Linked DNA regions of Danio rerio: region 1 is linked to region 2. Evidence: chromatin contacts called from public Hi-C data. All regions are on one chromosome and are shown on one strand. The core of a region is the stretch at or near the end of the contact, and the rest is flanking DNA. Distances in the headings are between cores, read along the strand shown. Region 1 has its middle 11 kb from the start of nsd1b. Region 2 holds the start of zgc:77151.

The links. A called contact is a pair of places that touch in the nucleus more often than the background predicts.
Region 1: a contact with region 2 is called in a Hi-C map of hematopoietic stem cells, with 2.6 times the contacts expected there. The contact joins the enhancer-like site here to the promoter of zgc:77151 in region 2. A contact is called at or near these places in 1 of 18 Hi-C or Micro-C datasets (hematopoietic stem cells) and 1 of 4 datasets of contacts at active chromatin or transcription factors (embryo).

Annotation. Positions count from the first base shown.
Region 1 is chr21:41,001,471-41,007,579 of GRCz12tu, reverse strand. No RefSeq gene overlaps it. Among named protein-coding and RNA genes, the nearest start is that of nsd1b, 11 kb to the left of the region's middle. Within about 2 kb of position 2,584, at least 37 of the 62 cell types and tissues checked have an H3K27ac peak or open chromatin away from gene starts, as enhancers often do.
Region 2 is chr21:40,684,947-40,691,950 of GRCz12tu, reverse strand. It overlaps zgc:77151, which reads left to right and starts at 1,342. Exons shown (of 10, transcript NM_205565.2): 1 at 1,342-1,439. The coding sequence starts at 1,419.

The sequences.
Region 1 (6,109 bases), core at 1,335-3,834, 310 kb before region 2:
TTGGTAGACTTATTTTGTGCTCAGCAACAACAGTAAACAAAACTATTGCTTGGATATTTCAAGGATAAATGTGGTTAAAATAATTTTGCTCTGAAATTAATCTGAATGCAAATTTTAATTATACTGTACTATTCCATTAGATTAATTTTAATAATTAAAGTGTTACATTGTCTGTTTTCCCATATGGGATATATACAGGGACAAGCAGAGACACTCTACAGTTTGACAAATATTGCTCCTGTTGGACAACATAATGTCTTTTTCAGGCTTTTCTAGTCGAGAATGTAGTTGTTTAGATTGCAACTATGCAGTTCATTTTTAAAGATGGTGCCCATTTTTAAAAAATCATAATTTCTGAGCATTGGATTTAGTGCATCGGCCGCCATCAGACTGTCTGAGCAGATCAAAGAAAGTGACGGTTGACGTTCCACCACAAGATGGTGACAGACACTGCAAAATAAGTCAGAAAACAGGATTTTCCTAGCTTAAATTTCATACTACAGCTGATCAAATCATAATAAATCTGGGACATTCTGAGTCTCGGTAGATCTTGAAATGTGAGCAAAATCACGTTTTATCATCACTTTAGACATTACGCTAGAGAATCATTCAATATTAGCTCTAAAGTGACGTTGGTGAATGAGCAACAGTTTCTGCTGTTTTGACGTCAGCTGCATGTAAATGAGTGGCAGAAGAAAGTAGTTCCTCGTACAAAAGGGTTTTTTAAACTCACCGTGTTTGATTTTCTTTTAACACACGATCATTCGAACTGTTGTATAAAGCAATATCCCACTCGTAACAGTGCAATAAGTTTGTATATCGTCACTGGTGGGGGTGATTAAGGCACTCCGCCTCTGGCTTTGAGTCAATGCATGCCTCCCACCAGTGCTGATATACAGCCATATCGCACTGCTATAAGTGTGATACTGATCATATATATATATATATTGCCCTCTGAAGGGCACTTTGGATAAAAAACAACAATCATGGCTACCATATTGAAGTGTCGTTCCAAATGGAAGTGCTCAAAACTGGAAAATTTCGAATGGCCCTTTGAAATGAAGATTTTTAAAGGATACAACTGATAGACACTTCAGACCATGATCCTTTTTGCAGGTAGTTGTTAGGAGTTACACACTGCATTAAATATGGAGGTGCTCATTCCTATACTCTAGTCTCTTCAGAGGGACCCTCAGGAGGGATTAGGGCATAAGGATCAGCATCAGCCATTCTGAATGGAACCAGCTGTTTAATTATAGGCCTACTGAAAAGGCACCTATGCTGAAAAATCTACTTTTCAAGCAGTTTGGACAGACATATGTGTAGATAAAGTATATAGACTGTCATATTGGGGTGATATAAACACACCCAGTCCTTTTTTTTAAGTTAACAACAAAAAACGGTGGACCAATCGGAGTGGTTTTGAGATCGACCGCAACTTGAGGTAGGAGTGCAGTCCCCCCACCTACCAATTGACAGGAGTGCATTACCATATCCTCAGTTTGTTGTTTTACATCTGCCATTTTCAGTGTGTGAGTCAAAGCGATGTCACCAAAGGAACACCCTTGCTTTATTTTTATATGTAAAGCTCTTTGGGCTCAACACAAGATCGCTCTCATTGGCACCATTGTTTGTAACTTTAGGTGGGTTTGCAAATGTGTACTTTTCATTGCGTCTTCCTTAAACTTGAGCTGTTTGCATTTCCCTCGATCACAGAAGCTCCCTGTCATCTCAACTAGGTGCGGCTGGAAAGTGCGTGCACGTCCCTCCCTTTATTGGAAATAACAAATTTGGCTTAAGCTCTGGTCGCACACCAGAAGCCCAGTTCAGCGACGTGCAGCGTCGTGCCACGCAGTGCCATGCATTTTAGAATTCTAAACATAGGTTTCTATCGTGGTACACACATTGCCGCCGCAAGTCCGCGGCTATCTGTGGCTTCGGCTCCTTGTTAAGTTGGGCGGGAAGTAGAAACTAATTTCCATGTGAAGCAACACTCCCCTAAAACAACGACCTGTGTACACACCCCCAAAATTTTTAACACTATAAAATAACAAAATCTAAATTGTGTTTTGAACTAAACTTGCACACTCTGAAGAACCATAATATTAAATCTTAAAAAAGAGGTAGACTAGCTGCCCTTTAACACTTCAAACTATGAAAACTAGTAACATATATCACAGGCAGAGGGCAGCACAACTCAACAAAAGATTTTAAGGAGACCACACTGCCTTGGGCCTGTCCCAAATGCCACATTTTACTAGGATTTGAATACACTCATGTGTGTCCATGTTTAAAAGACCATATCAGTACATTTGTCATATTTTCTGATTCTTTATGTAAAGTCTGGACTACCTCTAAACAGTCTATGAGAGTTTTTCCATCTGACAGAAAATGGAAAAATACGGAGTGTCCTGAGTAAAGGCTACACGGCGCCATATGCTAATACAGAGCAGCTAATCTGCCGAAGGAGCCTGGTTGTCACCATTTCTCAAAGAGAGTTCCGGAGGCCTGCATGTCTGAGTCTGTGTGTAGAAGTCTTTTCCTGTTGTTTGAGATTCCACTCTCCACCCCCGTTGTTTTCCTCCTTAACCTCTGACCCTCACCATCCCAGCTGACAGCTGTCTTCATTTGTGACAGCTCTCTCCTGCTTTCTATCTGCCTCACCGCTTCCTTCCTTTTCCACATCCTCCCTTATACACAGCCTTTTAAACAGTCGTGAAATGATAGCATGAACTGGCAAGTAAAACCATGAGTGGTTGAGAAAGACTTAAGGAAATAAACGAGTCATTCAGAGTTTTATTGTACAAACAAAGACTGTATATTTACTGCACAAAAGCTAACAGAAACTAAATGCACAGCAAACTGTTCACTTTTTGTGGCTAAGGAACGTAAACAGTAGGTTTTAAACCAAAAAATACATAGTTAATGATATATTTCAAGTTCAGGCCTGTAATTTGACTTCATGTGGATAAGGAAATTATATTTTGCATGCTACACTTGATTCAAAAGACTGTGACGAATGACGTCTTAAGCTCATTATGAAGGGTTACGTCCTGTTTTGTCTTTGGTCATGATTCAGAATGTGTTTCAAACTGCTGCCATCTGTGGATTTACATTGAGGCAGAGAGTAATTTTCTCCACTAGATGGAGTCAATCGCTTTTTTATTTATAGACGCACTATGACGATCATTCTGAAGTCAATAGCTACTGTTTTGTGTTTAAATAAGCTATCAACGCATATTAATGTTTATGAAAAATGAAGCCTTTTGTTTAACTAAGATTTTTCTGCATCTGAAATGCACAGCTGATAAGATTATACTTACATTTGTGTCTCATCCATTAGTGATTATGAAGGACAAAACTACACTAAAAAAGATGACTCCTGCTTGTTCAAACTGCCTCTTTAAAATAAGCTGAAACAACACAACTCGTGTAATTTCTTTGGCCAGTTTATTTGTTTTATGTTCAGTCCACTTAAATTTGTAAACCGTTAAAATAATTTAAACATTTTGTGTTGGGACAACAAGAAGGAATTGTGTTGCTCCAACTATCTGGTTAGAGGATTTGTAGTTCCAGCATGCTTAGCGTGGGATTAAATTAAGAGATGGAAATGTTGACAATAAAAGTAATGTTAGGTGGTTAAAGTTAATAGAAAGACTTGTTAAGAGTTTAATCTTGACTTTAGTTTAAATATTTAGAAGACTTTCATGTAATGCTTTGAGTTTTGAGATGCACTCTTGCTTTGGGAGTTAGCAGCTTAATTAGCAAAAATGAAGTTTGTTGCTTTGCTCAGTGAGCAATAACTGTCTTAAAATTAGTTCTGAGATCAGTCTCAATCAACTGTATGTGTAATGTGCTCAAAAATGTCTCATTTAGTTAATTTAGGATAACTTCAAATAAAAAAAAAAAATAAATAAAAGAGACTAAAATGTATGACAAAGTACATACATGATGTATTCAGACCTTTAAGTTTAAATTAAATAAAAACACAAATGTATTTAAGCTTGTATTTGATAAAATCATGTTGGACCAACTGAATTTAATTTAATTGTGTAAATATTTTTTATTTTAGTTGGTTCTAAACAAATTTATTGGATGGAAATCCTGCCCTCAATTAAATTAAGAGTTCATCCAGTTTTTGTAGTTGTAGTTTGTAAGGAGTGTAGCAGTTAGTTACACTTTCATATATTTTTTGGTCCCACTTTATATTAAGTGGCCTTAACTAATATGTACTTACAATGGAACTAATAGTTTGTTACAATGTACTTATTGTGTAAATACATGTATTTACTGTGTACTTAATTTTGATTAAATACATATATGTAATTACATCTGTAATTAACTTTTGTAATTACATTTGTAAATACACTGTTGACCATCCCTTACACCTTAACCCACCCTTAAACCTACCCATGCCACCAAACCTGTTCATAACCCAACCTCTATCCCAACTCAAAAGCACCACAAGTGTTCTCAAATACATTATAAACACAGTAAGTACATTGAATTTATTTTTTTGATGTAAGTACATAGTAGTTAAGGAAACTTAAAATAAAGTGGGACCTATTTTTTTAACTGTTTATGAGTATTAAAAAAAATCATAGGGGTTATAAATGTAATATCTCTGTGGCAAGGTACTGTGCATCCAGTGGAAGCATCGTCAACTGAAAAGAGCTGGTAACACGTGTTCTGTTAAACTAGAAACAAAATTGAGCAAAATTAGAATTAAACAAGTTACAATTTGAACATTCAAATGTATAACCTTTTAAAAAACAACTCATTTACTTGATGAGAGTGTTGACCGTGTGTGTAATTACCCAGCAGATTCACAATATCATAAGACGTTAATACTAGGTTGGATTTTGGTTGTGACGTCAGGTGACCAAAATTCAATGTCTTCCCAGAATCTAAGGACAAAATTATTTTGACATCCAATAATGAGGTTAAATGACATTGATATTTGGTTGATTTTTAGGTTGTGTTGGAAAGTGACCAAAATATAATGTTGAGCCAACATCTTAAACCAACGTCATATTGATGTCAAATACTGACTTTGGTCCCACTTTATATGAAGTGACCTTAATTAATATGTACTTACACAGGAATTAATGGTTTGTTACAATGTACTTATTGTGTAAATGCATGTATTTACTGTTTACTTATGCTTGATTAAATACATGTATGTAATTACATCTGTAGTTAACTTTTGTAATTACATTTGTAAATACACTGTTGACCATCCCTCACACCTTAACCCACCCTTAAACCTGTCCATGCCACCAAACCTGTTCATAACCCAACCTCTATCCCAACTCAAATGCACTACAAGTGTTCTAAATTGCATTATAAACACAGTTAGTACTTTGTATTTATTTTTTGATGTAAGTACATAGTAGTTAAGGACACTTAATATAAAGTGGGACCCTGACTTTTATTTGTCAGGTATGGCATCTAAATCCAATGTCTGATAAACATCATAGCGGTATCATCCACAAAACGTCAAGCAGCGACATCATTAGATGCTGATATTTGGTTTATTTTAGGTTGGACGTTGGACGTCGCCCTGTTGTTGGGTTCTGACGTCAACCCGATTTTCATTTCCAAACAAAATGCAATGTCCACACCACGTTGGGGTACAACGTCAATCTTACATCATGTTAACATCCTGTGCCTGCTGGGTAAATTGTTAATCTCCATAAAATAATAATAATAATAATAATAAAAAAACAGTAATGAGGAGCTTTTTCAGTTACAGATTGGAAACAAAAAGGCGGGAAAACAAGAACTCTAAACTCCAGCACAAAAAAACTTTTTCAGCATAATTTTTAAATTATTATTTAATTTATTATAGAATTAAATGTTCTAAATAGAACTTTTATTACATGTAAACTCTTTTAAAGAACCTTAAAAAAAGAGGTATGGTGTTTGTGTTTACTATAGTTCTAAGAAGAGTTGGTAACAGTTACTGATGTAGGATTATTTTCAATGCAAGGTGTTTCAAAAATGTATTACTGATAGCAAAATCTCCACTTTTATCTTAGCAGATTATGCTAAACCATATTGTTCTTGTACTGTGATTCAACACTAATATGATTGTAAGCCCTATAGC
Region 2 (7,004 bases), core at 93-2,592:
CAATTTTGCAAATTAATTTAATATATTCATTTTAATAGTGATTATTTTATTTTGAATAATATAAATTATTAAAAAAATAATTAAGTTAATTTCCAAAACTGACTAAATGTCTATTATTTTTTGACCAATCATGTTTTTGTTTTTTGCAAAATAAACTATTCTGTGTATTATAAAAATTATAAACAGCTTATCAGACTTTCAAATAAACTTCATATAATAATTTTAATATTGATTATTTTATGTTATAAAGGTTTTAAAAAATAAAATAAACCCTTGGAAAAGGCTGAAAAAAACGACATCTGTTATTTCAAGAGAATTATCATGTACACACTCACCCTGAACTTCATTAGTTTCAATAAAATTTTATTTTATTAAGGTTTTCAAATGAAAGAATCAATATTAAAATTAATATATGAAGCTCATGTTCAAAACTAATAGCATTGTTATTTATTTTGATCAATTATTCCTCAATACACAATAACAAATTAGCTAAAAAAAAATGTAGTGTGTGTTTTTGCAATTGAATACGTTTCCCTTTCCCTTCAAAAATTAGTTGAGCTCCTTCATCCAATATCCATTTGTTAAATAATACTATATAATCATGTACAATCCTAAAGATGTTTGGCAGTTCTACAGCGTAAACAACCTCGAGTCGACCATATTTCCATGCATTTCAGGTTTCTGATGTCAGCAAGAGCAAAAAAAAATAAAAATTAATAAAATGTCACAGCCATTGTCTCGTGAAAATGATCACGTGCGCACTCCCCCTGCTGGAGAACAAAAATAGCTCATTTTATATTGTTCATTATTAAAATATCTCCATATCTACTTAACATTTAAAAACGCAATCTCATTCAGACGACCGTCAGACGACCGTGATGGCCAACAAGACTAAAAACAACCAAATCTCCCCTATATATACGACAGACAAGCATTATATATCACAGCAGCTATTGTGCTTTTTAAAATCAATATATGATGCTTAATTTGAAACATTTCACGCCAAGGCAATCATTAAAATTGTTAAGAAGCCGAAGTATTTATTTTACGTGGTCAAAAATCAGCAGTTTCGCTGAAGCAGAGCACGCATGCTCTGTACCGCACTTAAATATATATTGTCTTGAAATAGGGATTTCAAGGCTCCATATTGAAATAGTGCTGCATTTAACGATCACTGTCAGTCACCGGGTGAAATTAAGCGGCGAGCGTGTTTAAACAGGCAATTTAGTGCGCGATACATAACATATATTAAAGTTCTTTTGGCAAACGGAGTTAAGCCACACCTAGATCCTGCCCTATTTTCACAAAAAAGCACAAGCTTTTCTTCAGCTACGTTTATGTGTGTGCCGGTGCTGTTAGTACCCGGCTGTGTAACTTGATAGGGGGCATCGAGAGGGATAAGGGAATGTAGAGTTGCAATGGAGCAGAGTACGATACAGGTAAACTGAATTACAACTTTAAACTGTTACTTTGTTGCGGCTCGGGGCTCCGGCGCGCGAGCTCCAAATTTGCCCCTTTGTTTTTAATTACAAGCGTGTTTATTTTGCAGCAGATGCTCCCTCGACACGTCGTAATATTTGAACTTCGCTTAAAATGCCGAATTGATTCCTCTCCAATCAAGCCAGGCGAACGCTTGGAAATATTGCCTTGTCTATATTGGCGAGAAACTTTTATTTGTGGCGTTTCTGACGCGTCCGAATTTTCCTGGTCGCGTTTTGTGTAAAGATTTAGCCCAATATCAAGAACGCGTGCGTTTAATATTTCGATTTCCCCCACGTTAATGATTAATTTCTTTGTGTGTCGTGTTGACTACATAGATTCTCCCTCTTACCCCCACCCCCACATTTCTCAAACAGATTTCTGTTTATTTTTCTAATAAATGCGACGCTAATAAAGCCCGCGAATTTAAAGGGAAAGCATTGCGTTTATTTCTCGATCCGTCGACTTCTTTATCTCGATGAAATCGATTTCATCTCGCCAGTTTTAAGCACGATATTGAAAATGACGTGGTAATGAAACTTCTAGGAAGAGGTAAACTTGGTGGAGCTGCTGATTTTTATTTGAGATTACGAAGTTATTTCGTTAAGCTTATTGTTTACCGAGCCTGCGGTGTTATTTTGGATTAATGTAGGCTAATATTGTTTATTTTGTATTGGTTTATTTATTATTAATACAATATCATTCGTGTTTGCTAGGTCTGCTTAGCTATATAGCAGCACTAGCTTACGTTTTTTTTGTCTTGATATATGAGACCTTTATGTATGTGGCAATCGGAAGTTGACAAAAATATGTTGTTCATATTGAATGAATACCAGTATTATTAACCATCGGAAAACACCCGGATTGAGGACGTTGTTTATCGTGGTTGTTATTATTAAAAAGATTATTTATATAAATATTATGAACACTGTTCATCATCAGATCGTCTATAATGTGATCCTTTGTTTAATTTGAGTACTAATAAATAAAAATATTTTTTAGCGAAGCAAAAGCTCCAAGGTCATTTTGGTTGTCTTTTATAAATCATTCTCTTGCTCTTTATGTGTGTTTTTTATTATTATTGTTTATTTTGTTTTTAAGTTATACTCACTTTGGTGTTTGTTGGAGTGTAAAGTAAAAAGTTGACAGTCAGATGTGTATTGTGGTTGAACTGCAAGACTAGTTCTCTGTTTTACCAGTAGGCGCTCGACATGTGGACGCCGAGTTTTGTGTCCTATGATTGGTCAGTTTTTGGGTGAATATGTGGGTTACCGGTGGGGGTGGGGCAATGGTGACTGACTGACTGACTGACCCATGACTGTCTGACTCGGGTAGCAGCTCTGTGATTGACAGCCAAAGTTAAAATACTGTAAGTCTGTCAAGCTCAGGCCTCCTTCAGGAGGATATACTGTACCCAACCTGTTTCTGTGGAAAACACTACATATAATGCTTTGTTTGTGTGAATGTAATGCGGGGAATATGTGCACATGTGCATACACTTTAAAAAAAGTTTGGGATCCACACAATCCCTACTTGTCCCTATAAATAGGTTATGGGACGATAATCTTTTTTTTAAGGTATACCATGGTTTAGAAAAGTCAAGTTTAAAACCGCCAAAATCTGCTGTAAAACCGTTCCCATGGTATGTGTAAGATTTTTTTTTTCACTTTTAGTTTGTTTTTTTAAGACAGCAGTGCCTTCAACAGAAAAAATATTCAATGATGGCCTTTTAAATCGTAAAGAAATCTGTGTAATAGAAACTAGTGAATACAGCAGAAGTCTGATTCGTTTGAATTATTTAGCCTGACATGTTTACTGCTCCAAAAGATTAGAAATCTTTCAAAAAACAAGGTGTATTGTGTTCAAATGGGAAGAAAAGTTTTAGTTTTTTACTCCAGCATTCAAAAAGAATATATTTTCGAGCCGTAATCGCAATACTGTAATACTTCTGTGATATTTTTATCCAATAGTATCATACTGTCATAATCTTACCGTGACCCAATGCCTAGTCCTAACACAAATCGATTATTTAACAAAATAACTTTTACAAGTGGATTGAACACAACCCGATTGTGTTGTTTCAACTCATTTTAAATGAGCAGCTTGAACAAGAAGCTAAAGTAATTTTTATGAGCATATTGCATTATAAACTGTTTACCTTATTAATATTTTTAAACCCTGCGATGGATGCCAATAACTAATAAATAAAGAACAGATCTCGCTGTAATCTAGTTTATTTACATAGTATGCATTTTCCCATTCAAACTAATATTTGGTTTTGGCAAAAATATCTTTATAATTATTTTGTAATCTTAAAAGTCTTATCAAATGTATTCCAGTTAGCCTGTAGCATTTTGTAGTGCTTTGGGTTATAATAATTAGTTTTTTAGTGTGCTGGTAACAGTTTCAAGAAATAAAATCACAAGAACAATAATGCTATTATCAGACATATTTAGATTTTTGTACTGTTCAGTAAGCTTTACTACTTACTCTAATAAATTAAAGCTTTAATGTGTTGTTTTTAAAATATTGTGTCTATTTGATGTTGTTGTATCAACATATTACTAAAAGGGTTCTATATACGAGGCAACTATGATAAATGAAGTATAAGGATATAAAAATGCTAATTTTATTGAAGGCTACATAAATGTAGTTGATAATCAAACTTGTAACTTTATTCATGCATTTTGTATTTTATTTTAAAAATACTGTTGAAGTCAGAATGTTTATTTTTTTTGCCCGTAATTTCTGTTTAACAGAGATTTTCCGACACATTTCTAAACACCAGTTTTAATAACTTATCTCTAATAACTGATTTATTTTATCTTTGCCATGATGACAGTACATAATATTTTTCTAGATGTTTTTCAAGACACTTCTATACAGCTTACTGTGACATTTAACGGCTTAACAAGGTTAATTAGGTTAACTAGGCAGGTTAGGGTAATTAGGCAAGTTATTGTATTACAATGGTTTGTTCTGTGGTCTATTGAAAAAAATATATAGATTAAAGGGGCTAATAATTTTGACCTTAAAATGGTTTTTAAAAACTGCTAGCCGAAATAAAACAAATAAGACTTTCTCCAGAAGAAAAAATATCAGACAAACTGTGAAAATTTCCTTCCTTGCTCTGTTAATCATCATTTGAGAATTTCTTTAAAAAGAAATAACAATTCTAAGGGGGGCAAAAAATTCTGACTTCAACTGTAGGTGGACATTTAATGTTTTAATGCATTTGATCTTTTTCATTCTGTATATAAGTATCAACAAATAAAATGGCAAAAAAAAAAATATTAAACATTTTTTATATCTATATTTGAGCATATGTTTACCATTTATTTAAAAGACTTCAACCATTTTAATATGTATCGTTTATAAAATATTGTACGTTCCTTATATAGTTTTTAATTGAATTATACAAAGTTTGAGATGTTTCTCAGTGAAGGCTGCATAAACAGCATCTGTAGTTGAAGATCAATTATTAATAACGAATTACAAAATATTACAATTCAAAGTGTGAATCGATTTATCGAATGATTTCCCATGAACCTTTTACTTTCTTCCTAGATGTTGTTTTGTTAATGTCTTCAACAAATGTAGTGCTTAGTGTGCAAATAACCATATCAATAAACAAAACCATGATTAGTAGTAGTAGTAGTAATGATATAATAATAATAATAAAACATTTTGAGTGTATAATATTGTTTAAATATGCTTTTTAAATTAATGAACAAAACATAAAGCTTTGTTTTTGTTATTATATGTTGTTTTGTCCGCATGAAGCAAGAAAAGCAAATACAAAAATTATTAAATAAGATATAAATAATGCAAATCAGGACAACAACTGTGACTCACCGAAGGCTATTCTATAGCACAGACAAACAAAATACATATGCATATGAAAATTGGTTCCTTTTTCTTATACGATGTCAACAGAATGCACACGTTAGACTAAATAGATGTAATTTGCTTTTAAAAAGTGAAAATAAATGAGTTAAAAATACATGTTAAAACAAATAAAAATTATAAATAAAAACTAAAAATACATGTTATATATATATATATATATATATATATATATATATATATATATATATATATATATATATATATATATATAACATGTATTTTTAGTTTTTATTTTAGTTTGTAATGCAATAACCAACTGATTTCAGTCTTGGTGAACAACAATGATTGTATTATTGAAATTGATTAAAGTATTTATTTGTTTGTTTTATTATAGTTTTGCAGTATTGTGATATTATTATTATTATTATTATAGCAATGTCTGATATTTTTATTATGAAAGCCATACAACAATAATAAAAAAAACTTTGTGTAATAGGGCATATATGTGGAGCAAGTGTTTTTCCCATACTGATAAATTTCTAGTGAACGGTTAATGTGACTTTTCCATTTTACATAGTTCTGTTTACAGCATCAATGTCACTCAGCCAGTGGAAATCACTGATTTTTAATGCAAACAGACCTTAAACACGAGGATTTTGTAATGGCATACAGTTCACCAGAAGCGCTTAACTGAGGTTACTGACAAATTAAAAGTCCTTCCGCATGTACCCTATTATTAAACTCCACTGATACTTCTAATGAAAATATCTATTATCCATTTTTTTGGATGATTTATTTACTAATCGCACCTACGTTCATCATATTTTTATCAAATGGTTTATTATAGTTAATGTTAATAAAAAAATTGCTTGTTTTTAAAACCATTTACTAAAATAGTTTAACAGAATATGTTTCAACACCATATTATGTGTTCGTCGTTATACCAAAAAAGTAATTTATTTGGAATGAAATTAACTAAATGTGTCCGTCTTTCTTGGCATATGTAAAAAAAATTATATTACCATATTTATTTTTATTTTGTTTGCTTGTAATATTATGTATACCCTTCAGTGATTTTTATTTAACCAAGTATTTTATTTATCACTTCTTTATCACTCATTTTAGTAGCAAGGCAACACTAATAATAATAATAATAATATATGAATAGGTTTTATAGCTTAATAAATTCAGTAAAAAATGCATGTATTAAACTATTTAATGCAATCTAATAATGCTAAATAAAATATTTAAATACAGTTATGTACATTTTGTTTTCATCTAGATATCATGTGTATTATGAAATGACTTGGCTTCCTTTTTTATCAGTGTTTGTTCAGTGTCGCATTTCAGTGAGTCCATCCAATTTTGAATCTCATAACATGCTATGTAAATGTATGTAATGATTTTTTTTTTTATTTGTTGTTGTTTTTAACCCTTAGAAGCATGCTAATATATTTGGTTGTAATAAGGTATTAAAAGAACAACAATCATATTTATTTTAGTTTATTTGCTTTTAATATTATGTATAGCCTTCAAGGATTTTTATGTAACCAAGTGTTTTATTTATCACTTCTTTATCACTCATTTCAGTAGCAAGGCACCACTAATAATATTAACAAAATAATAATCATTGAATAGGTTTTATAGCTTGTCAAAAATAATAAAAGTTAATGTAT